2 separate regions of the Rattus norvegicus genome follow, and region 2 is linked to region 1. A link is a contact called in public Hi-C data. All regions are on one chromosome and are shown on one strand. The core of a region is the stretch at or near the end of the contact, and the rest is flanking DNA. Distances in the headings are between cores, read along the strand shown.

Evidence for each region. Hi-C and Micro-C count contacts between places; a contact is called where the count stands out from the background.
Region 2: a Hi-C map of Schwann cells shows a contact between it and region 1, with 6 times the contacts expected there. The contact joins the promoter of Eya4 here to the enhancer-like site in region 1. A contact is called at or near these places in 3 of 12 Hi-C or Micro-C datasets (the Rat2 cell line, Schwann cells and psoas muscle).

Annotation. Positions count from the first base shown.
Region 1 is chr1:23,680,665-23,685,183 of GRCr8, forward strand. The region is part of intron 1 of LOC108349443 (a long non-coding RNA gene); the gene reads left to right. Among named protein-coding and RNA genes, the nearest start is that of Snord100, 180 kb to the left of the region's middle. Within about 2 kb of position 1,762, at least 23 of the 93 cell types and tissues checked have an H3K27ac peak or open chromatin away from gene starts, as enhancers often do. A contact at or near this core is called in Schwann cells, where this site is marked.
Region 2 is chr1:23,989,573-23,994,091 of GRCr8, forward strand. It overlaps Eya4 (EYA transcriptional coactivator and phosphatase 4), which reads left to right and starts at 1,859. Exons shown (of 20, transcript NM_001271317.1): 1 at 1,859-1,982; 2 at 2,764-2,892. LOC102554376 (a long non-coding RNA gene) reads right to left here and starts at 1,820. Exons shown (of 2, transcript XR_349895.5): 1 at 1-1,820.

The sequences.
Region 1 (4,519 bases), core at 512-3,011:
TAGTACTCATGACTACTGTTTTTAGGAAAAGCTAGCATGTGCTGTTCAATATTTCTAGAAATTCTAAGCTCACCCACATACGAAGGAAGCCTTTGCCTTGCACTAATATTTGGATACTTCCTGGATTTTCTCATATTGTTGAAAATAGCAGTCTGTCTGCTGTTGGGTGAATCCTTCAGTTTTGTGTGTTCTGCTTTTAAACATCGATGCCCATGACAGAAGCTTGGCCCTGATGATACAACTTCCTTGTAAAATGACCGTATTCACTTCACCCTTTAAGATGCAGTGGACCAGGGTTGGGGATTTAGCTCAGTGGTAGAGCGCTTGCCTAACAAGCACAAGGCCCTGGGTTCGGTCCTCAGCTGCAAAAAAAAAAAAAAAAGATGCAGTGGACTGGAAGCTACAAGACAACATGAAGAAGCTCCTGCAGGAATTTTCCCATTAAGTAAATAACACCCCAGACATTCTGGTCTCCACAGCATCCATTCTTCAAGGGTCACAAGGTTCCAATAGATGTAACAGCTATTGACACCACCAGGGGGTGCCAAAGGACAGCACCTGTTTACAGTTTTGTCTAATGGCCCCAGAGAAAGTAGAAATAGAATTACCGCCCCCCACCCCAAGCTAGACAATTACTACATAAACCCATTGCCCCCCTGTGGAATATCTTTGTGTAGTACTGGGATGCTACAAGAGCCGTCGATCACTGCAGATAAATAGGAGCACTCTTTTCCCAATGAGTCTACGGATACAGAAACCGGGGAGGACTTGATAAAACTTGCGCAGGGTGAGCTGTGGTAGAATATGTACCAGAGCTGAGGTCTACAGATCTTTTTTGTTCTCCAGAGTATTTTCACCTTTGCCATGGTCCCCTCTCCCCAAACCCCAGTAAACGAGCTAGGAGAGAAGGCCACTCCTGGCATCCATTCAAGCCGAGGTCCTTTTCAACACCTTGCTGGATAGAAAACAGTCTCCCGTGGGTCCCCGGGTTTTAGAGAATAGCTATGGAGAACTTGTCTTTCTGCCTCCTTCCTTCATGCAAATTATTGCAGAACCCAACAGGACGCACTCCAAGGACTTTGTGTCCTGTTTAGGAAAACCACATTCCCATTGGAGTGTTTCTAACTCTCCCCAATTTTAATCTTCATCTCCCAAGAGCACCAGCTGCGGGGGCTTTCTTACTTCCACAGTTATGACTCTGTTGGCCTTCTGTCAAAATTAACAAAACCTCTCATGCCAAAAAACACATTTCAAGCTAATATTTTAAAATATATTAAAATTGTCTGTGGTATAGTACACGCTAAAGTTCCACTCCAAAGAATGCAGATCTGAAGTCTTCAGGTAAAACACATATTCCCCCTATAAGACATAGAGCCTGCCTATAGATGACAAGCTGACTTTAGGCTCCCGTTATGTATCTAGGCGAAAGGACATAGCACAACATAAATTAGAACTAGAAGCATAACGGCAGCATTTAGAGCACCCATCGATTTTAACGTGCCTGGTCTAGAGAGCAACTTGAATGAATCCATCCCCTGCTATTCTGACAGCTGTTCTGCCATGACCAGAGGAGGGTTAATGAGGTTACAGCTGTCAGGCTTAATCAAAAGATACAAATATGAACAAGGAATTGGGTAGCTGGTTTCAGTTAATTTGTGCAAACGTACAGATTGGGTGGGCCATATTTACACTGGTGACTCAAAACAAGCTCTCAGGACTTGAGCCAAAGATGACCTCACCGGTTCTCAGCTCCACTCTGGGGAGATAAGACTCAAATTAGAGAAATGGGAGACGGAGCCTCACAGAGTTCCCCATGAAAAGCCCGTTTGTATACAGCACATTTTCGTCTTCATCGAGTATCTCGTTGGATTTCCAAGACTGGAGCCTAGTCATTCCGGAAAACCTCTCCTAACTGTTCTGGGGATGTGGCTTGGGAGTCCTGGGCCTTGTATTCTTGCCATGGGACTTTATGTAAGAGCCACCCCCGTCCCCCACCCCCCACCCCCGCCCGCATCTGTGCACTCATGAGAGCATCCAGAGTGTGCGCCAGGATTGCCGCGCACCCATTCTGTTATGAAAACATCGTTCTATTAATATAAATGCACGCTGCATTTGCCAGGGCTAACGAGAACAGGTGCAAAGTCTTCAGATGCTTGTTCATACTGAGAAATGAAAAGAGTGTACAAACAGTTTTCCCTTGCTGTGGCACCGTGGGTGTCAATGTAACGTTCATCTCTGCTGCATTCCTTGATGTTCATGGAAGGTAGCCCGGGAAACTCGATCCGGCTGGCTGGTAGGGCAGAGAGGGGAGGAGGAAGAGGGAGATGGTGATGACATGGTCTCTAGGATTCTGTTTATGCAAATACTGTCCTCTTGATCTGGGGTTCACATGGTACAGAGCGTATTCTGTCCTTTCTCCTGCTGAGAGTGGGTGGGTACGGACAGCAGAAATATTCTGCTGATTTGGGATGTGGAAAACAGTTTAACGGCACCCGATATTTCAGAGCTTTGTCTTTGTCTTTTTTTTTTTATCTTATCCATGTGACCACCCTGGTGTTGCTCATAGTTTCAAATTCACTTTGTAGTTTTCCAGGCCAGCGAGAAATGCCTTCTCTGAAAAGCCTAACTGTTCATCTGCCATTGATGGAGGAGCCTTGACAAATGAGTAGGAAGAGCGCTGTGTGTGCGCATGATTTTAAAAGTGTTGGAGCTCACCACCCAAAATGGGAGTCTGTATATATGTGTGCGAGGATGGAGAACATGGATAACATACGTGTTGCCTCTTGGTCCCAGTACTATCTGTTAATCACTATCAACCAGAATCTGAAAATACTACGCGAAAACTTCAGAAAGAAGCGATTTAAACGTTTTAATAGGGTTTACTCCAGCACATTGTTAGAGCATTCTATTTATCATTAACTGGTATTACTAACTGTATCTAATTTATAAATTAAACTTTATAAATAGTTATGTAATATGGTAGCTTGGATGAGAATGGCCCTCATGGGCTCATATTATTGACCAAGGTCTCTTCTTGTTAAACTGCCCAGAGAAGGATTTGGACTTGTGACCTTGTTGAAGGATGTGTGCTCTTGTTAGACTTGTTCCCTGTACACACATGAGTATATATGTACATTGTGTGTGTGTACTGTGCACATATATGTAAGCACACATTGATAGGAATTTTGGATATTAATTGCCAATGTCTTTACAGTAGTCTCCAAGATGGATTCTTACCCCTAGAATACACACACACTACATTCTTTCACACTGAGTGTGGGTGGGTGCGAGCTATAACTATGGTGGAATGTTATGCTGTATTTTTTTTTTTTTTTGGTTCTTTTTTTCGGAGCTGGGGACCAAACCCAGGGCCTTGTGCTTCCTAGGTAAGCGCTCTACCACTGAGCTAAATCCCCAGCCCCAGTTATGCTGTATTCTTAAAGGCGAATGAATTCTACCGAAGATGGGATCAACCCCCCTCTCTGATTAGTTGACTTCAAGTTAATCAAAAGGGAAATTATTCAAATTACGTGGACCCTATAGAAGCAGGGCTTCCCTGAAATCATGGAGTTTCTCTGGATATGGTTGAAACAGACAAGCTGTGAGAGGCCCTCAGCTGGGCCTCAGGAAGGAAACAAGAATCCCAGTGTGAGAGAAGCAGGGGTTGAATCTTGAGGTTGGCGGAGGAAGTAGAATACCACACGGGGTAGGAGCATATCGATCCTGACGTATTGATTTCTGTCTGTGAGACCGTGTGCAGTGACTTCACTAAAGTGCGTGGGACAGGTGAGCCCCGCATGGGACAGGCAAACCCCATATGGGACAGGCGAGCCCCGCATGGGACAAGCAAGCCCCACATGGGACAGGCGAGCCCCACATGGGACAGGCGAGTCCTGACGCTGGCTGTGATACTTGTTGTTACTTTCATGCAGGGATAGAGCCGACTAATACACTCGTGCTTTGTAAGATGGCATCTAGGGTTTGTACACGAACAAGACTGGCACTCACCAGAGCACACACCCACATTGTGAACGCCACAGGACACAGCAGATTATAAATGGTGGCAGTGGTTATGGCGTCCTTCTTGACAGGCATCTCAGTTTTTTCTCTCGCCTCAATTCAGAGATCCTCTCTAATCTCTCAGGAAAAATGGAAGTTCGGATTGTGATCGAAAGCTTCAGAACACAGCCTGTGTCAACACAACACGTGTGTGTGTGGGGAGGTTGAATAATTTTATTTGTGGGGTTTTCCTTCTAAGGAGGAGCCTGGCTTACTACCAGGTCGAACACTGGTTTTAAAATGGGAGGCACAGGTGCCAGGTTTAGGGGTTTTTGTTGGAGAGAATTTGCGAGGGAAGCAGAGAGCTTGACTGATCCAAAAGCAAAATCACCATAATTCTTGCATGTAACTAATTGCTATTAACTGACTGTGTTCACACCAGCTAAACCTAGCAAAGGAGATATTTTGAAACGATGTTCCTTACTTTACAAATTCTTTCTACTTTGCTAAGAACTGAAAT
Region 2 (4,519 bases), core at 609-3,108, 310 kb after region 1:
GCACAGGTCGATTTATTTCACTTCTGGAAGGCAACTGTGCAGTATACGCATAGTGATTGATTAAGAAGCTGAATAATTAGTACTTTATGAATAATTCAGAGGTTTCTGAGAGACAGCTGCAAATGTATTCTTAGGAATGTATTTGTATATATGGATAAGAAGTTGTGAGGGAGAAAAATACCCTTGACTCTGAGGTTAGTGGGCTGAAATGTTTACCTTGGAAGACAGCAAGGATGAGTAGCTTGGTCTTCCTGTGGTTTCCCCACACAACTGGAAAAGGGATTCTGCCTGAGCCTATTGTCTACCTGCTTACCTGCAGATCTAGAACCCCTTTTGTAAGGAGAATGGAAGGAGGACTTAAGTTGAGGGGATGCTGAACTCGAGAGGAAAGGCTGATATTGGGTCGTTATTAAAAGAAGACAGCTAGGAAACAGACTGCCTCTTTTCCCCCAATAATTTGTTAGACTATCAAATGGATTTAAATATGAATCTTTTCCACCCTTTTAAGAGATAAAAGCAACATATGAAGTCCTGTACCAAAAAGAAATGGGTGCTCCCTAGCTTTTGAGGAGACTGCTACTGTAGTCAGTCCCTTCTGAGTTCCAACACAGCATTTGCTGTATTCATGGAGGATTCAGAACTAAGGGACTCATTGTTATTGTCACTTATTTGAACCACCAGCATGCATAGTGTATCAGAAAGAATGACTGCTTTCGTGACAAGCACAACTACTGAATGCATTGTAGAGGCTAAAAGTATAGATTGTGACTTATTTGAATAGCAGCTTTGTCATTTGGAGCCAAGTTACACCAAAATCAAACAAACAACAACAGACCACTTTGAGCTATGAATTGGAGACAGTAAAATGAATGAGGTCTCCTTGTTGCTGTTGTCCCTTGAGTATATACTAACTTGTGCTTCTCTTTAACCCACCAATGCACTCTGGGTAAATTTCTCAAGGCCTCCAACCCACCCCCATAAAATCTTCCACTCAGAGAACCAGAAAAGGGTTCTGACCCTGCTCAAGCTCCCTGAAAAAGATCTGTGGGAGGAACAGCCAATAAGCAAGCAGAGAGAGAAGACTACCTTTATCAGTTTAAATTTAAAGCCCCAGCATTTTTTCCCATTTCCTCTTCATCATTGTAGACAATGCTCGGCTCATTAAAAACAAGTATTCAGTATGGATTTTCCTTTTGAACTCTAACAGGGCTCCCGTTCGTAACATAAAACCAAGCTCAAGTGAAGGATAAAATGTCTTTTTGAAAGAAATTCAGAATGTAATTTAGTTAATAAAAATATTAAAACGAAATTTTCTTCGAAGAGAAGTGATTTTTTTCATCTCTAAGGCTAAAGCAGCTTTGTGGCTAGAGATGACTCGATTCTCTTTGGGGGAAATTATTCCTACTTCTTTGGGCCTTGGTTATCTTTTATGAAGACTTAATAATTATTAGGAAATTAAACAAATACAAGGGACCAGTACAGCAACTGACAATAAATTCAAAACGAGTTAATATACATTATCAAAGTCGCAGGACAGATGTCACTGGAATAGACAATGGGATTTTAGGAAAAGGTGTTGTTATATGGAGTAAAATTTGGGGATTATCCTTGCTTTGTTCCAAGTGATATTTATATTTGTCTGTGAAAAATGAAATCCGTGGGTACAAAAGGCATGAATGGAAGGCATAGACTCAAAATGTCATTTCAGCAGTGTGCCCTGAGCAGTTCTGACTGGCCTTTGGATGTCAAGTCACTGCTGTCTGAACTTTGGGCGCCTGGGAGGGGTGCCTATAGCTGCACCCGGCCAGGAAGGGGCCCAGGCACTTCCAAGCGCTGCCTATCCACACACTCCTAACTCCTTCGTTGCTTACTTCCCCAGAAAAAAGCTCTTTCCTCAGCCCAGAGCAAGCTCCAGGCTGGTGTCCATTGGTGTTTAACTTTGTTACAAGTGGACAAGAGTCCCTTCTGCCTCCTCTCTTGGGGTAAGTGACAAGGAGTATGGCTGAGGGCCCGTAGCTCACACTGGGTAGCAGGAGAGCTATAGCTAAGTCAGGGGACTGCCGCCCAGAAGCAGGTGGGGGAACCGAGTAGCGCGGTGGCGGGCTGGTCCCTTCAGTCTAAAGGCCTCGGGGGCCAGCGCCAGGCGGGGTGGGGGCGGGGTGGGGCGGCGCAGAGGGCGCGGAGATTACCGCGGCGCCACCGGAGACTCGCGGAGCCCCGGAGGTCCCCACGCGAGACCGCAAAGAAGGCAAAAAAAAAAAAAAAGCCGATGACAACAGGCAGTGTCCCGAGATTGAATAAAAAGAGAGGGTTTCTGCGCCTGCCAAGATCCCCCGCTCTTCCGGCGGCCCGCTGCGAGGCCCCCAGCGGCCACCCTAGCCCCAGGGCGCAGGCGACGACGTCCCCCCACCTCCTATACCCCCCCTTCTCCCGCCTCTAGGCTCCGGCTCCGAGCGCAAGGGAGAGGCTGCCCGCGGCGCGGCGCACGCTCCGGCGGCTTCTGGTTTGAGCGCAAACCTTTACCCGGGTCGGCGCCCTAGAGAGGGGACGGCGTGGCGGGGACCTGCGGAGTGACGCCCGGCTACCCGGCGCGCGCGCTTTCTCTTTTCTTCTGCTTTCCCCCGGCCGCTCGGCTGCCGGGACCCTGGCTCGGCTCCTTTCGTCCTCCCCCTCGCAGCCGGCTCCCCCACCCCGCCCTGTTTCTCCCCCACTTGTGTAAGCATTTGTTGGGGGTGGCCGAAAGGGATGTCCTGTTTTCACCAGAGACACAGCGCGAAGGGAAAACTTAGACACTGGAAGGAAAGCGAGTAAATACACAGATCGGACCCGCAGATCACTGGCTGGGACAGACAATTGAACTTCGGGAGCCCGAGGCGGTCCGGGCCGCCAGAGGTGAGTGTCTTCTGTTCTTTCGACCCGGTTCCTGAAGTCCAATGGCGGGGGCGGTGTCCAGCTTTGGATGATCTCCCCCTCCCCCCAAACTGTCCCCTAGAAAGTGCTACCTAGACACTTTGTAGGGCGTGGAGGGGCTCTGGGGATGAAAGACGCGCGCAGGAGAGTGTGAGCCTTGGAGTTCTCCCCGGTGACCCCAACAGCGGAGTCCCACGACCAGGGTCGCTAGGATCTCAGTGGTGCACTTTGCCCAGGAAGACCCTCAACGACCCGAAGAACCCCTCTTGTCTGGCCCTGGGCGCAGAGGGCGCAGGATCTGAGTGAGTTTCCCCGCGTCCCGAGTGCGGATCCTACCTGCCTGCACCCTGCCCACTGTGGTCCGGGGAGCTTGCCCTGCACTCTTCCCACTCCCACCCGGTGACATTTAATACTTTGAGATGACTCGCTACAGAGAGTAAGGGTGCTGCCTCAGTGTCCCCTGGAGAGCCGTGGGCGCCTGGGTTTGTGTGAAGCCGGGCGTGCGTGTACCCAGGGGCCGAGCCCTGATCTCTGGGTATGGGTCTCAGTGGGGACCTCCTTTAATGGTTTCTATGTGGCGTGGACGAATGTCTCCTGCAGTGTGCCAGGGTCTGTGAAATTAGAGGCGCCTTGTCAGAGGAGTTGCGTTCATTGGCTCCAGGTGCGGATGCTGGGGAGCAATTCTAACTTCTCCAAAGCCAAAGCCAAGGACCAGGCTGGGGAGAGCAGGTTTCTCTCAGAGCTCCCTGGGTCTGGGGAGGCCATGGCTCTCTAAACTCTTGTAAAGCCTGGTCAACTGGGACTCGGAGACAGACCGAATGAGCCCTTTTCATTTTGCACGCCACAGTAAACCAAACTTTTCACTTTATACTTTCTATTAAGCACTTATTTTTTTCCCCCCTCTTTTCTTTGTATTCGAGTTTCACAATCTCTCTGAGAGAGACTGGGGAAGTTTTGAACGAATCCGGTAGCATAGCGGTGGCAAAACTAAGGGAGTGCAATTTGATTTTCGTCACCCTTCCCCTGTTTGGGAGGTTAGTTCCTTAGCTCACAGCCACCCATCATTCAAGTTCCCGGGAGGCTAACGGGGATTGCGGTTTGGGTGGGATTGGCGTGGCCTTCTTTTCTCCCGATAGCGCAGGGATTATTCAGGGAGCCTCCTGAACTGAGGCCCCCCGAGGAAAGTGCGCATCCCGGCGCGGGGACAACCTAGGTGGCGGCTCACCAAGCGCGTGGCGTGTGTGTTTTGGTTTCTGCTCAGCTCCACGTGGGGCACCTCCGTGTGCGTGTGTGTTGTGTACTTGATCTGTGAGGAGGTAACTGGAGTCTCGTGTTCAAACCCAGTGGGCCCTTGGCCATTAATTTGCTTTCCTGGCTGTCATTACAGACACTTCCAAAATCTGATACCTAAAGAGATCCAACAGGTTGGGTTTCACATTAAGAGCCCACACTTAACAGTTTTCTTTCTCCCTCACCCCCTTTGGCTCGGCACTCTGGGATCAACGTAATTGTTGGAGCGAAATACGTCTTCTCGAATATGGCATTTTGTTGCTCTTCTCTTAGCCGGGCCACCGTTTTGCACCTTCTAGCGTTTGTCGGTTTCAGCGCT